Linked DNA regions of Mus musculus: all the other regions are linked to region 3. The links are chromatin contacts, called in public Hi-C and promoter capture Hi-C maps. All regions are on one chromosome and are shown on one strand. The core of a region is the stretch at or near the end of the contact, and the rest is flanking DNA. Distances in the headings are between cores, read along the strand shown. Region 1 holds the start of Entpd6 (ectonucleoside triphosphate diphosphohydrolase 6). Region 2 holds the start of Fkbp1a (FK506 binding protein 1a). Region 3 holds the start of Gzf1 (GDNF-inducible zinc finger protein 1). Region 4 overlaps Rin2 (Ras and Rab interactor 2). Region 5 holds the start of Nsfl1c (NSFL1 (p97) cofactor (p47)).

Region 1 (2,700 bases), core at 22-2,521, 2.1 Mb before region 3:
TCTTCCAGACCTAAGTACACAGAGAGAGAGCTGTGTAACTCTCAGGTTCGTTCTGTCCATGAGGCTCCAGATGGGACTCAGATACACACCATCTTAGTCTACACTTCTTCCAGGGCAGGAGAAGGGGGGCGGGCAATATTCAGACTTACCTTTATGCTTGCTGCATTATTTTCAAGGACATTGTTAAAACGCTGGTAACAGGGATGGGGAAACCTCCCCTCAACGCTAGGTATTCAGCCCCCTTCATGGCTCTGCAGCACCCCAGGAGAGATCCTGTAATCACATTCCTCTGCCTCTCCCTAGGGAAGCTCCTTCCTCACTGTCTGAGAGTTTCCTATTCTGGCTATGAGCATTCCCTACGCCCCTCACCACACAGGATCTGCAGAGACACAAAAGGACCAGGTATTTTCAGGTGACTGATTTTTTTTTGGGGGGGGGGGGATATACTCTCAGGGTGAAGGGCTGTGTCCACTGTGACCTACTCAGCAATGTTGTCTCAAAACCAATTACTTCCTGATGCTTTTAAAATAAAAATGTGTTCTCACTGACTCCCTGTCCTACATTCTGGGTGTCTACATCTGGACCTTTCTCTCTCCTTTAACCTGAAGCACCTGTGGCCACACACCAACTCAGGTGGAACCACCCTGACCCCTGGTAAGTTCTTCCATGTCACCACCGTTCCCACCTTCCACACAATCAGAACACAGGGTTTCCCCGGTTTCCTGAGCCTCCCAGTTGGGCTATCCAGTGCAGAAGGGGAGGCGCCTGGGCCTGGTTCTGCTGGGGGCGGGTCAGCACAAGCCAGCAGAATGAATGGACGCGGCAGGGCTGTGGGCTACACTCGGGCAGAGACCCCTGCTGCTTGGCCTACAGCATAGCTCACGAGTCCCACGGTGTGTTGTAGACGTGCGAGGGCTACGCAGCAGGGTCGGAAAGACAGCCAGTTGAATGGACCGAGAGCGCAAGTGACCCCGAGGCCTCCCCCCGGAGCTGTCTCCGGGCCCAGGGAGGTATCAGGCATTGGAACTGCACCACGGGGAACCCCGTCCCTCGCGCGCGTGGGGAGACCAACCGTAGTCAGTCCTCCGGGCCAAGCACATTTCGCTGGCCCCGCTTACCCTGCACGGCTCCCTCGGCCCCGCAGGAGAGGTAGTGGCGTAGCCGGAGGCAGACAGCGACCACACACCGCGCGCCCAGCTCTCCAGCGCCGGTCCGCGTCAACAGAGCCTTAACGCGTGGAAGCAAACCCCAGCAGACGCCGAGAAGCTGTCTCCGCCTACGTGCACTTTGCGTCACCGGGTGGGCAGGACGGCGTTGATGCGCGTGTGCCATGGCGTTTGCCAGCCACGCAGGCGCAATAGCCATGTGCTCTTTGGGTGTTTATTTTTCTTTCTGCCAGTAGGGGGCTCTGGAGCTCCTGCTTATCTTGGATCCTTCTAACAAGTCCTGAGGTGTGGGAGGAACAGAGCCTTGTCTTGACTAGAGTAGGAGTTACTTCAATCTCATCCATCACCTCGTCCTTCTGTAGGCTTTCCTCCTGCATCCCTCCACACCCGAGTTGCTTCTTTTACTTTCAAGGGAATTCGTGATAGGATATGCATTCACAATAGAGAATGCGGTGCTATCAAGCGTCCTTTATCCTTGGCCATATTTTCTGATGTCTTCCTAGAAGCCACAAGGTTGTCAGCTCCTAACTGCAGCGAGACTCTGGATGTATGTCCCTAATTCATTTGTCTGAATATCTCCCAAGTTGTCTTTTCCCCACCGAACCAGGACTCCGCTTCTTCCTGCCCACGTGATGGCATCTATACATTGGGGTGCAGGACACTGGTCTTGTTCCTGGAGGACATCCCTGTCTATCGGCTGGGAAAGCCTAAAAGCAAGGATTTCTAATGAAAAGATGGGGTACTCAGGGAGTGAGTGGGTGGATGCTAACCACAGAGTGCGGGGATACTGTGTGAGAGTAGGGTTGGCAATCGCTATTAGTCCCGCGAAACTATTGTAAACAGCATGTGAGCAGCTCATTGGACCTTGCCTTGTCTCACTTTAATAAAACCACCAAGATCTGATTACAACGGAAGTCTATATGGTCTCTTATTTGGCGGATCTTAAAAGCTCTCCCCTCCCCACTTCCCTGGCTGTTTTGTTGTACATAGCACTACAGCATCCCAAGGACTGACTATCTTGCTACTCACTATGGATGTGCTGTGGGAGAGAGTCTTAGTATTGGAATTGGCTATGATAAACTATATGCTCTTTGAATACAACTCCAGAGATACGACTCAATTTTCTCTTCAGTTATTGTACTAATTAACACTCTTACAAATAATGTGTGAAAGCATGGGTTCCCCACGTCTTCAACGGTGGAGTCCTTCCAAACGCTGGGTTCTTTGCTAACTTGTAGTAGAAAAACTGCACCTCACAGTTTTGACTTAATTTTCTAGTGTTTTGAAGTTTGTTCGTGGACCTGTAAGGACCCTGCTTCTGTCTTCTGCCTTCACATCTTTTACCATCTTCTCCACTTTCACAATACTTCTCTCAAATTCTCTAGAATTTTTGTCTTAGTTTTTACAAGTGGTCATACTCACTACTTGGAAAGCTATTCTCTCAGGCATTTCCTTTTGTAGATCTTTTCTCACTTTTAAAATAACATAATGCCACCTTCTCAGACTGTTTCATTTACAGTGGACCTCTCCGAGC
Region 2 (2,700 bases), core at 151-2,650, 2.9 Mb before region 3:
TTGAGCCAGAACAGCTTGGCCAGATCAGGCAGGAAAAAAAAAAAAAGGTGGGGGTGGTGACAGTGGAGGGGAGCAGGGAGAAGCAGACGAAACAGAGGAAGGATGGGGAGGGGGACAAAGGAAAGGGTGGGAAAGGGAAGGAGGGGGAGGGAAGCCGATTCATATCAGCTGTGGCTACACCACTCTGCCTAGCTATGAAGGCACAGTCAGCTCCCCCTCCCCCTCCCCAACCCAGGAAGACCTTGTAAGGGCATGGAGTAAAAAATGGTCCCAGGGCCAGCAGTCTTGATGCTTCAATTCTGGCTGAGTATGCGCGTCTTTAAAATCTCCTTTGACTTAGTTACTGTGCACTGCATTCACGACCCCCCAGTTTCCTTTATCTTTAAAAATGGGGGTGAGAAAGTCTCTACTCCCAGAAAGGGGAAAGGAAAATGTTATGGTATACATCCTTTGGTCTGGAAATCACTGCCATGGAGGCTGAGATTTGCAAGTGGGTCAAAGAGAAATAGACATTGCATTATCTATTTCTGAGAGGGCACGTGAAGCCACAATAATGACTTCGCAAGTGGGTCGTTTCCCACCCGCCCCAGAAAGGTGAATTCAAGGGTTTCCCTGGGAAAGGGTGGCTGGGCAGACTAGGAATTTTCTCCCCTTCTATCTACTGAAGGAAGAATCCCGACGCACGAAGAAGGCATCAAGCCATCGGGGTTCAGAAACGGTTCAAATCTTCCCGAAGGGTCCCTGGCCGGGAGCGTGTGACCTCCGCCAGGCGATGAGTTCGCCCCAGCCTCAGTTTCTACGGTTGGACAGTAGGCTCCCTGCGGCATCCGGGGCCGCACACCGTTCAGGGCGGACGAGACTGCGCCAACCCCATGTCCCGTTCGGCGCGGCGGGCCCAGCCTGTCCCTCGGGGCATGGCCACCGCCCAGGCCTCGGCCGCCGGCCACGCGGCCACCACGCCCCGACTCCCCAGCCGCCGCCCCTCCCGCCCGGCCCCACCCGGCCGGTCCGACTCACCCGTGTAGTGCACCACGCAGGTCTGGCCGCGCTTTGGGAAGGTGCGCCCTGAGGAGAGACAAGACTGCAGGTGAGTGGCTGCGAGCGGCGGCCGGGAAACGGGCGGCGGGTGTCTACTCACCGTCTCCAGGAGAGATGGTCTCCACCTGCACTCCCATGGCGGCGGCGGCGGCGGCGGCGTTGGCGGAGGAGGAGGAAAAGGACGCGGGTGGCGGCGCGACGGGCGGCGTGGAGCCGGAGCGGACCTGGCGGCGGTTCAGAGGTTCGGCTTCGTCCCTCTCGTGGCTCCTGCGCACGCGCACCGCACCGCACGGCACGCCCCGCCCTATTTGCGCGAGGCGCTCACATCCCTGAAGCGGGGCAGCTAGGCGGAGGGACCGGAAGTCCGGAGGCCACAGACCCCCGGATGCAGCTGCGGCGGAAGGCGCGTCCTGTTGGCTACTCCCGGTTTTCCTCTGCGTTTCTCCGCCTCGGAGACGCCGCAGTAATAACGGGCCCACCAGCTACTGACGAGCTCACTCAGAGATGCTTTACTTGCGCACACCTAACTAATTGCCCTGTAAGGACGATAGCTGTGAGTAGGCCTTGTACCTGTGGAACCAAGGAAACGTCTGTAAGTGGCCCTAGGTTCCGAGCTCCTTCTTGGAAGAGTCAGTATTAACACTAGCCTGCGTGAAAGCCCACTCTTCCACGAATACGTATATATTAAATATATGGAAATAGAGAGGGGAGTGGTGGCGCACGACTTTAATCCCAGCCCTGGTGTAGTCTACAGAGCGAGTTCCAGAGCAGCAAGGGAAGATAACCCCTGTCTCAAACAAACAAAAAGAAAAAAGTCATATATGTATGTATGGGGCTCTTGTGAGTTTTGCTTGAATACCTTCAGTACTTTAAAGAATAAAAACTTAATGGGCTGGAAAGATGGCTCGGGTGTTAAAAGCACTGGCTGCTCTTCCTGAGTTCAATTCCCACACCCACACGGCAGTTCACAACTATCTGTTACCTCCAGTTCCAGGGAATCATATACTCGGTGTACAGATGGATACATAGACAGAACACTCATTCACATAAAATAAAACTGCCAGGGTTGCTGGTGCAGACCTGTAACCCCAGTGCTGAGGATAGGAACACAGTCAGTCTAGCCTATTCAGTGAGCTCCAGGCCAGTGAGAAACCTTGTATTAAAAGAGGTAGACAGAGACCATAGAGACCACGTTCCCAAAGACCACGTGTCCAGCTGAACCAATCTGCCTCCATCTTAGGCTGAATTCAGAAATTCAGAAGCTGGATCCTGCCCTCTGGCCCTCTGGGACTGAGGAATTGTACCTTAGGGGTGCACACCTTGGAGAAAGCACACACCTCCAGTTTGTTGGACAGCAGGATCAAAAACCAACCCACCAACACCTTAAAAACATATGTATTTATTTTATGGAGGCATCCTCTGGTAAGTCATAGAAACTTTTAATGTTTTTTTTTTTGGTGACATCTGGTTTCTGGTTCTGTCAGATCCCAATCTAGGGACTATAAACTGCTCCAGAGGCGATCTACACCACAACAGCTCCACAAACAAAACCAAAAAGTCCTGGACTTGCTGAAAGTTGATATAAATCAGTCTAGTCGATGTGATACTTCCTGTCTCTTCATCTGGGTCAGCAAACCAGCTTCGGATGAATACCTCACTACC
Region 3 (2,700 bases), core at 24-2,523:
TCCAGCTTCACCAAATGAAAGGTTATTCCCCTGCAGTTAACATATCCCCCAAGATTCCTGTCCTGGATTCCAAAATGCTAGCCCAACTTCCTGTCTTCTGCTTTGTGCACTCTTCTCAGAGTCCTCTGTCTCTGAATCTAACTTCCTTTTCCAGGCTTACATGGGTCTCCAAGTCTCCACCCTCCAGAGCATTCCTAGATCTCCTTCACCTGACGCTAGACATCACCTTGGATTCCATATGTCTACCTGGATCTGCCATTGCCTCTCCATTTCATTCAAGAGACCACTACCCAAAATCTCCAGTCTCAAACACAGAAAAGACTCCTAGAGAGTGCAATTGTAAATTTGGCACCTGTGGAATGTCATGTTGACTAAAGGGGACTCTACAGGGAACACTACCTACCTACAGAGGAAGCTTAAATAAAGGAAATACTGGTATGAGAGAGACAAGAGGCAAGTACTCAAGGGCCAATGCTCTTCAGAATCCCCGGCCCCAGCCTGAAGACTAAAGCTGAAGACCCCTCTTGGCCCGATGCCCATACGGCCAGCCTGATTTCCTAACACCTCGCCCTGGTCCCTCAAGGGAAATCGAAGTTCTTCCAGGAGATCTGGCAGCGACTTCACCATCAGCCAAGAAGGCCCTGAGCAGATTTCCCTGTTTACCTCCCCTGGGGGCAGACACCGGTCATAGCGAGCGGCTATTTGAGGTCTAGTGACAGCTGTGTTCCATTGTAACTCATTGGCATTCGGCCGTCTCAGGGTGGGCCTAGCCTCCTCACCAAGGTCGCCTAGTAGTCCCGGGGTCGGGACTCCCAGGCCAGGCCTCCAGGAGACGCTGTTCTCCGCAGCCTGCCCACCCTAGAGGGATCCTGGCTCTCAGGCAGGGAATAAAGGTCGGTGTCGGTGGCCTCTCTGACTGCACCACCTCTGACCCCACCTTGGCTACCCCGAGTCCCGGACCACCGATGATCTTCCAAAGCCGCAGGGAGAATGAACTCTGGCGGCAAGGTCCAGCCCTTCCTCCGGCCTCCAGAGTCCAGCCTGCGTGGTCATTTCGGCCTGTCCCGCCGCACCCCCGTACTCCCCGTCCTGTGCCTACATCCCCCACAGCCCGCCGCTCCAAGGGACAGAAGACAGAGGACAGCCTAGAAGACGAACCAGTCGGCAGCACGCTCACCTCTTAGCCAGTGCCTCCACGGACCCGTACCCTGGCCCAGGCCAGCAGGGACAGCGGACCGCAGGGTCCGCGGATTGGTCGCCACGAGCGCGCCCCGCCCCCTAGTGGGCTCCGCCCCCCGTAGGCTAGGAAGGCGCTGCGCGCGCACCTCCAGCTGCAAAGGCGGTTCCGGCCGTTGGTTACGTGATCTTACGTGAGTTTGAGCAGGGCCCCTAGCTAGCAGATCCCGGATTTACCACCAGCGTCTATCCAAGGCCGCGCCTGCGCAGAACACCGCAGTGGTTGGGGGCAGAGCTATTTGACAAAGTTGGGACAAGCTCCAGCTGCGCAGCTAGGCATTGGTCAGCAGGTTGCTGGAAGCAGGATTTTTCTAGCCTTCCGGGGTGCCTCGGTGGGTCAAGTCTTGGCGTAGGGCACGGCCGGGGTGGGATGGGAAGGCTGGCGCAGCTTTGTATTTCTTGAATCATTCCGCTTTAAATCCCACTCATGATCTTAATTAAAACCTGGTCATTAGAAAATCCTGCCTGACACTTCCAGTTCCCGGTAAATGTTGATCATGCTTCCACCTACTGCTAAAGCTTTACGAAGTCGCCTCCCTACTGCCACCAGCCAGCTAGACCTCTTCTTGCTGAGAATAGAATGTCTCTGGTCACTTCTTTCGTTGAACATTTAGTTTAGCGAAACAGTGCTTTTTCCTCCCTTTAAAATATATCTAATCCTCTAGAAAACTAACTGGCCTCTGTCTTAATACAGACCGTGTCTTTCTCTAGGGTGGAAGCCGGCTATTTCAAGTAGAAATGCCCACGAGATTGATAGCTCCTTCAACTTCCCAAATGCCTTGTTCTTTTAACTAGCTCCTGCTGCAAAGAGGCGATCTAGCCACTGAATTAAGCCAATTACCTGAAATAAAAGTTCTTACAAGGTGAAGTTAGTTTAAACTATGACTTCAATAGATATTGATGATTATATCTTGGAATACACGTGTGTGTGTGTGTGTGTGTGTGTGTGTGTGTGTGATAAGCCATAAACTGTTTTGCTACACAGAAGAATGAAATCTCGATTTACAACCCAGTTTGGAATATAAGTAAAACCATTTTGTGTGATTTGAAATAATGTAATGTTTTCAAGATGTGTTATGGAGCCAACCACATGGCAGCTCCTATGAGCCAAGCAGGCTTCGATATGCTGATGAACCAACCCTGAGCTGGGAGTCCCTTAATCTTTATAATAGCATGGTATTATAGGGAGTGTTTGTGTGAATAAACTGAGCATATTCAAAAGGGAAATCTATGTGTACGAAAAATGAGACAGAAGTATTTAAACTCTAGCTCAACAGGCTGAGACTGCTTTATTGGACCAGCAAGGGGCCCCGACATTTCTGTGGGATGAAAGTTGAGTGCATTTAGTTGGACTGGTGGAAAGGTATATATTGTCGTTCCTAAGCAGGGGGGTGGGGTGGGGGTGGGGGGCAATTAGGAGTTGCCCTGACAACCGCACCTCCTCTTCTGTCTCCCACTACTGGC
Region 4 (2,700 bases), core at 138-2,637, 2.8 Mb after region 3:
CAGGACCAAGAGTATGTTACACAAGCCCTGTATTATCAAGCTACACTCCTAACTCCAAATATGCTTCCCTCTTTTTGTTTTGTTTTGTTTTGTTCTTTTAAACTCCCTATGGTTCCTTCCCCAACAGAGTCAATATTCATGTGGAAGTCTGGGCCAGCTGCTACCCACTCATTGATGCTAAAACACAGACCCTTTTCAGTATGGAACATGTTTCCTGAAACAAATGCCAGTTCTTCCCTCCCTCTCCTTTCCCGCCATCTGCTTGTGATTCGGCACTGTAATGTGACTTGTGGAGAAGGTCATCTTCCCCACACGACTAAGGATCACCAAATGGCAAACAACATTTGGGTCTCAAATTTACCCATACTCGAATGGTCTGAAAACAGAGAGTCGCCATTTTGTTCTCAGACACTTCTGGGCAATTACACCACGTGTCCCACATAGACAGATCCCCACCTGTGTGAGTCTTCCCAGACACCTGAGGGTAGAGCCAGGCTCCTAAACACCACAGGCCCCTTTTATTTCATGTTTCTTCCAGAAGAGGAAGGTCAGAGCTGCTAGGGCAGTGAGGCTGCCTTTGTGAATGGAAGCAGTCAGGCCCAGCTTCCTTCCTTTAGTTTGCATTTGCTTGTAGATTTAAAGTAACTTCCACATGATACAAACAACCTTAACAATTTCCATTTCTTTCTTTTTTTTCTGTGTCCCTAAGGGGGTCATAGTTGGCAGTCTGTCCAACATCAAAAACAAAATTCCTTCCTCTGGCTGCCATTCAAGATATTTTTAGGTCTGGAAGTGCACCCTCCTCTCCCTCCGTCCAGCATGTATATTTTTACTCTGCTCTTACCCTATCCAAACTCCACCAGGGCCTGTTTCCTGACAAACTGAGAAGTGAGAAATGCCTGCGTGGGGGGAAAACTGAAGACACATGTGTTGAAACTCTGCCAGGGAAGCATTGCCCAATGACAAACCAGGGCAAGTCTTGTGATGTTTTCTTCTGCTCATTCTAGCTTTTCTGACTCTGCTCTCACGGGGCCTGCTCGAACTGCCTAATTTGGATGTCGTGACCCGCTTTTAATCTAAGAGGAGTACCTCAGCCTAAGGACAGCCTCATCGTCTAAATTTGCAGAGTTGGGAGGGCAACTGGACAGATGTCGCGAGCAGTGTCTCTTCGCTCCAAACATTGAAAGCAAGCTCAGTCAGCCTTCCTTCTGGTCTCTGAAGTAGCTATCTTATGGATATCCCAGAAACCCTCTGAACTTCCCTTCTCCCTATCCACAGGGATGCAATGGGCACTTAGCAGTCGCATGGCTGCAATCCCCAGAACACCCAGCAGAGGATCAGGCCTGCGATGCTAGCAGATTTTGCAATCCTAACTCTCAGCCAGGATACAGCAGAGGTTGCCTAAGGACAGGGAGGAGTTGTCTGCAGGACCCTGCCTGGCTCTGAGTTCAGATCAGTTGTGATTTGCTCTGGAGCCATCTAAGCCAAGTACTGGGCTGGATAATCGTGCAAATACTTGTGGGCCATGGACCAACTGTTCTCTTCGCTTTTTGATTTCTGTTCCATTGGTCCATAAGCTTTGGAGCAGTGTCCTATTTGCTCTTCAAAACTACCAGATCAACGTGGAGTTCATGGTTGTGTACTGTGTGCATGCGTACACATGTGTGTTTGCGCCCCTGGATGTTTGAAACAGGGTCTCACTATGTAGCACAGCTTGCCTGCAACTCACAGAGATCCATGTGCCTCTGCCTCCTGGGTGCTATGGTAAAAGGCAGAGGCCACCAAGCCCCAGCCACTGTCATGTACACTTGCACAGCATCTTTGGGTACATGATTATATTCTGACTCAAACAAATAGCTGCCACCACCACCACCAACAACAAAAAAGACAACTGAAGAATATTGCAAAAATTATTTTACATAGGATTATTGTACAGTATTACAATGTATTATGTGCAAAATTCCATTGAAAATCATTTACAAAAGGAAGCACAACCCAGCATGTGCCAAGGGAGGGTTCTGGGACAACAAAAGCCTTGTACAGGGTACGAGGTCCTCCAGATCAGATGCCTGAACATCCTTACACAGGATAGTAACATGGCTTTCTGCTTTTGTTTTGCAATGATCTGTATTACACTGATGTATGACCCTTCTGGAATACGTGTGTCCATAAACTCATCTTATACAACATAAGTCTAACTTCACCATACATCCATGTTTTCTGCTTGTTTTGCTCATTATTTGTCACACTGAGGATGGAACCCAGCATGCTAGTGTGTGAATGTTAGCTCTACCATGCCCCAACCAAATACAGAAGGTTTGTTTTTTGTTTTGTTTTGTTTTTGGTTTGGTTTTGGTTTTAGTGCATTCTCTCCCCATCAACATCTCATTGAACTCAACTAAACTCGTATTATACATGACTTGGTTTCTGCCTCCAAATAAATGGATGTCCTTAGTGTCGGCTTACAAAATGGGTCAGAGGGATCGTTATCCTTGATTTACTTTTCCCCAAAGCAGATAGCATATGGAACAGATCTTTGTCAAAGCTCACCGCAGCACATATTTTACAGTACTGACTCCTTTTCCAACGTCTTGCGAAGAGCCTGAACCTGCAGACTACATTCCTCAGTCCCCCCCTTAGAGTCTGTGTTTCTCTCTCTACCTCTCTCTACATTCATTTCTCTTCTAATTCTCAGCCTCG
Region 5 (2,700 bases), core at 13-2,512, 2.8 Mb before region 3:
AAGGAATAAAGATCCCTAATGTTTGGGAAGCTAAATATTACAGTCAGTAGACATGGTTACATCAGAAAGCTCACACAGTGAGCACATTCGGTGTCCCTTTGAGGGTCCAATTCCTTATCCATAAGATAGGGTTAGTCTTTACCTGTTTAATTAGTAGTTAGCTCTTCAGCAAGTTATTTATCCTCCAAGTCTCAGCTGCAATGTGAGACATGTAAATGAGACATTCTGTAATGCTGAACAGTGCCTGGCTTGTTGTAGGTACTCAAGAAATATTAGTCATCGTCATCTACCTAAGATGTAGGCTGGCCAAGGACATTTATGCAATCAATTCTTTCTAACATTAATTACTGTGTTTCTGAGCAATAAGAGATGGGTGTTGCTCTAGGGATCAGAAGTGTGCAACATTTTATGCCTGGTGGAGCTTTGCCTTCTAAATTAATTCCTTAGTGACTATTTACTACATGCCAGTGAACAAGACAGTAAGTCCTAAGAAATTCCCATTTTACAGTTAACTACGAAATGTGCAGAGACCCCAAACGTGCGCCACAATCCCACAGGTAGTTTCTCCCTGCAATTAGGCAAGAGTGGGGCGTGGGCTGATGCCTTGCAGGGTTTCCCCCACCAGCACAGCATCCTTGCAGAAGCGGAATCGGAAGGCCACCGCGACCTCGGTGGGGCTCCATCTGGAAGCAGGGCACTCGATTCCACCCGGCCACCCGCAGGCACTCGCCGTGGCAGCCACGCCCCCAGGCGACGACTCCACGCGGACTGCGGCAGCGCCCAAAGTCTCGCCAACACTGCGAGCCCGCAGGAAAACAGAGGCCCTGCAAAGCAGGGCCCGCCCGCCTCCATGAACTTCCAAGCCAGGCCGGTGACGCGTGGCAAGCGACCCCAGGCACCATGAGGCCTGGGCCAGGCAGGGCCCAGCCCCGCAGGGATGACTGTGCGCTTCGGCCGCGTAGGGATCGCAGAGCCGACGCCGCACTCCGTATTCCCCAGCCCGTCCGAAGCGGCCCGCCTCGCGGCGCTACCTGCAGGTCCCAGCCAGCCGACTCCAGGAAGAAACGGGCCCTGTCCTCCTCAGTGCCAGTCACCGCCACGAACTCCCTCAACGCGTCCTGCCGCTCCTCCGCCATCTTCGCCCCGTGCACTTCCCAAACCGCTCCGGCGGACACTGCAACAGCCCGAACCCCAGGTCTGCGTTCCGCCCGCCGTTCTACCGCGTCCAGCCGCTGGGCGCCTGCTCGTAGGCTCCGCCCAATGCGGTGCCACAGGAAAAGCCCTCCGTGTGGGAAACCTAGCCGCCTCGCGCCCTCTGGTGGCCCCTATGTGAGCCTCACCTTAATGGCTGAAGTAGAAGGTCGATGGAAGTGAGTAGGGAGGGGCTGGTTTTCCCACAGGATGAAGTAGTCCCGAAATCAGATCCTGGAAATTACTCATGGTCTCATCCCTTTATTTCGTTAATTATTTATTTGCACATTAATTTCCTTCTTGAAGCATTACGCTGTCTATGGCTTGATGCTCTTCCAAGGGCTGTGGAAATAACAGAGATAAAACAAAGTATCCTGTCTTCTTGTTGCTTATGTCCTTTGACCCTAACAGTTCTAACCGATGCTCACATCCCCATGGTTTCCTATCTTAAACTAGTATAAGTCTCAGCCTGCCACTTTCCACAGCATCTAGCAAATCACCATTGCATTGCCACTGGCAGGCTGGCCCAGGACAAGGAGACTCAGAGCAGAGGTAAGATGGACATGTGTCACCTACAGAGAAAGTTTAGAGCTCTCTCTCCAACAGTGCTGCCCCTCAAGTGAAAGTGGGGACAAGTGAAGCTGGGAGCCTCCTAAGTCCATCTATTTATCCCTCATTTTCAAGGTTAAACTGTTACCATCCTACAATCTGCTAAGTTGGTGACCAGCAATTATTCTACCAGAACTTATTGAGTGTTCAGTGAGGTTCCTGTCAGCTGATTATATGCTTTGTTTTTCTCCTCTTCTTCCTATGCCTGACTCAGAGCCACATTCACTGTGCATGAAGCCACTACTAATGAATGTGTGAATGAATGAATAAGTGAATGGATGAAATAACACATGGATCAGACAATGAGGATCTCACAGGGAGTGGTCTATGCAAGAGCCCCTTTCAGTCTTTTTGTTCCACAGAGTCATACTATGAGAATGAAGAGCAGGAAGTAGCTCTGCCAGGGGCATCTCCAACTTCTAAGCCAGCCTCGGGCATGGCTGCAAACGCGACAGCACTGGATTGGTGTGAATACCGTCCTTTGGTATAACTGCAGATCAGTCCCACTGTAACCAACTGAAAAGGCCCACAGAGGCCATTTGGAACCTAACACATTGCAGAGAAGCAGTAAGGAGAACCCTATCTGCTTTTGATGCTGGTCCGATTCATAGTCAGCCCTCTGCCCAGCCTGACAGCTATCAAGAAGACTATAGGAATAATTGTGGGTGCAGGGCATTAGGGTTCCCTTAGCCTGCTGAAGGTGCTGTGTTCACATTATTATCTATTTCATCATAAAATAAACCTCTGCTAGGTAGAGGTTAGTATTCCCATTTTACAGGTAAAGACAGAAACCAGAGGTTCAGTAGGACCACACCTAATGAAAAGTACAACCTGGGCCTTGCCGTCCCAGCTTCTCAGGTGCCTGAGACTGAAAGAGTGACCTTGCAGAGCATATTTAAA

What was found. Promoter capture Hi-C pulls out the DNA fragments that hold promoters and counts their contacts. Hi-C and Micro-C count contacts between places; a contact is called where the count stands out from the background.
Region 1: a contact with region 3 is called in a Hi-C map of CD8 T cells, with 3 times the contacts expected there. The contact joins the promoter of Entpd6 here to the promoter of Gzf1 in region 3. A contact is called at or near these places in 10 of 39 promoter capture datasets (the 3T3-L1 cell line, 3T3-L1-derived adipocytes, cranial neural crest and 5 more), 2 of 484 Hi-C or Micro-C datasets (CD4 T cells and CD8 T cells), 3 of 115 datasets of contacts at active chromatin or transcription factors (astrocytes, embryonic forebrain and thymic regulatory T cells) and 2 of 9 other capture datasets (liver and pancreatic islet).
Region 2: a promoter capture Hi-C map of pre-B cells shows a contact between it and region 3, with 4 times the contacts expected there. The contact joins the promoter of Fkbp1a here to the promoter of Gzf1 in region 3. A contact is called at or near these places in 10 of 39 promoter capture datasets (the 3T3-L1 cell line, the HPC-7 cell line, cranial neural crest and 6 more), 1 of 484 Hi-C or Micro-C datasets (natural killer cells), 3 of 115 datasets of contacts at active chromatin or transcription factors (astrocytes, embryonic stem cells and epiblast stem cells) and 3 of 9 other capture datasets (adipose tissue, liver and pancreatic islet).
Region 4: a promoter capture Hi-C map of liver shows a contact between it and region 3, with 6 times the contacts expected there. The contact joins the enhancer-like site here to the promoter of Gzf1 in region 3. A contact is called at or near these places in 3 of 39 promoter capture datasets (the 3T3-L1 cell line, embryonic stem cells and liver) and 2 of 115 datasets of contacts at active chromatin or transcription factors (astrocytes and thymic regulatory T cells).
Region 5: a contact with region 3 is called in a promoter capture Hi-C map of second pharyngeal arch cranial neural crest. The contact joins the promoter of Nsfl1c here to the promoter of Gzf1 in region 3. A contact is called at or near these places in 6 of 39 promoter capture datasets (cranial neural crest, frontonasal cranial neural crest, hippocampal neurons and 3 more), 1 of 115 datasets of contacts at active chromatin or transcription factors (astrocytes) and 1 of 9 other capture datasets (adipose tissue).

The regions. Positions count from the first base shown.
Region 1 is chr2:150,747,652-150,750,351 of GRCm38.p6, reverse strand. Entpd6 (ectonucleoside triphosphate diphosphohydrolase 6) reads right to left here and starts at 1,271. Exons shown (of 14, transcript NM_172117.5): 1 at 1,119-1,271.
Region 2 is chr2:151,541,183-151,543,882 of GRCm38.p6, reverse strand. Fkbp1a (FK506 binding protein 1a) reads right to left here and starts at 1,400. Exons shown (of 5, transcript NM_008019.3): 1 at 1,139-1,400; 2 at 1,018-1,065. The coding sequence starts at 1,175. It overlaps Gm14167 (predicted gene 14167), which reads left to right and starts at 1,412. Exons shown (of 3, transcript NR_166213.1): 1 at 1,412-1,630; 2 at 2,279-2,460.
Region 3 is chr2:148,679,693-148,682,392 of GRCm38.p6, reverse strand. Gzf1 (GDNF-inducible zinc finger protein 1) reads right to left here and starts at 1,273. Exons shown (of 6, transcript NM_028986.3): 1 at 1,178-1,273. It overlaps Gm46771 (a long non-coding RNA gene), which reads left to right and starts at 1,449. Exons shown (of 2, transcript XR_001783505.2): 1 at 1,449-1,568; 2 at 1,948-2,115.
Region 4 is chr2:145,886,813-145,889,512 of GRCm38.p6, reverse strand. It overlaps Rin2 (Ras and Rab interactor 2), which reads right to left. Exons shown (of 13, transcript NM_028724.4): 13 at 1,897-2,700. The region is part of intron 2 of Gm39954 (a long non-coding RNA gene); the gene reads left to right. Among named protein-coding and RNA genes, the nearest start is that of Gm39954, 6.0 kb to the left of the region's middle. Within about 2 kb of position 1,387, at least 190 of the 459 cell types and tissues checked have an H3K27ac peak or open chromatin away from gene starts, as enhancers often do. A contact at or near this core is called in astrocytes and liver, where this site is marked.
Region 5 is chr2:151,492,744-151,495,443 of GRCm38.p6, reverse strand. It overlaps Nsfl1c (NSFL1 (p97) cofactor (p47)), which reads right to left and starts at 1,262. Exons shown (of 10, transcript NM_198326.3): 1 at 1,032-1,262. The coding sequence starts at 1,136.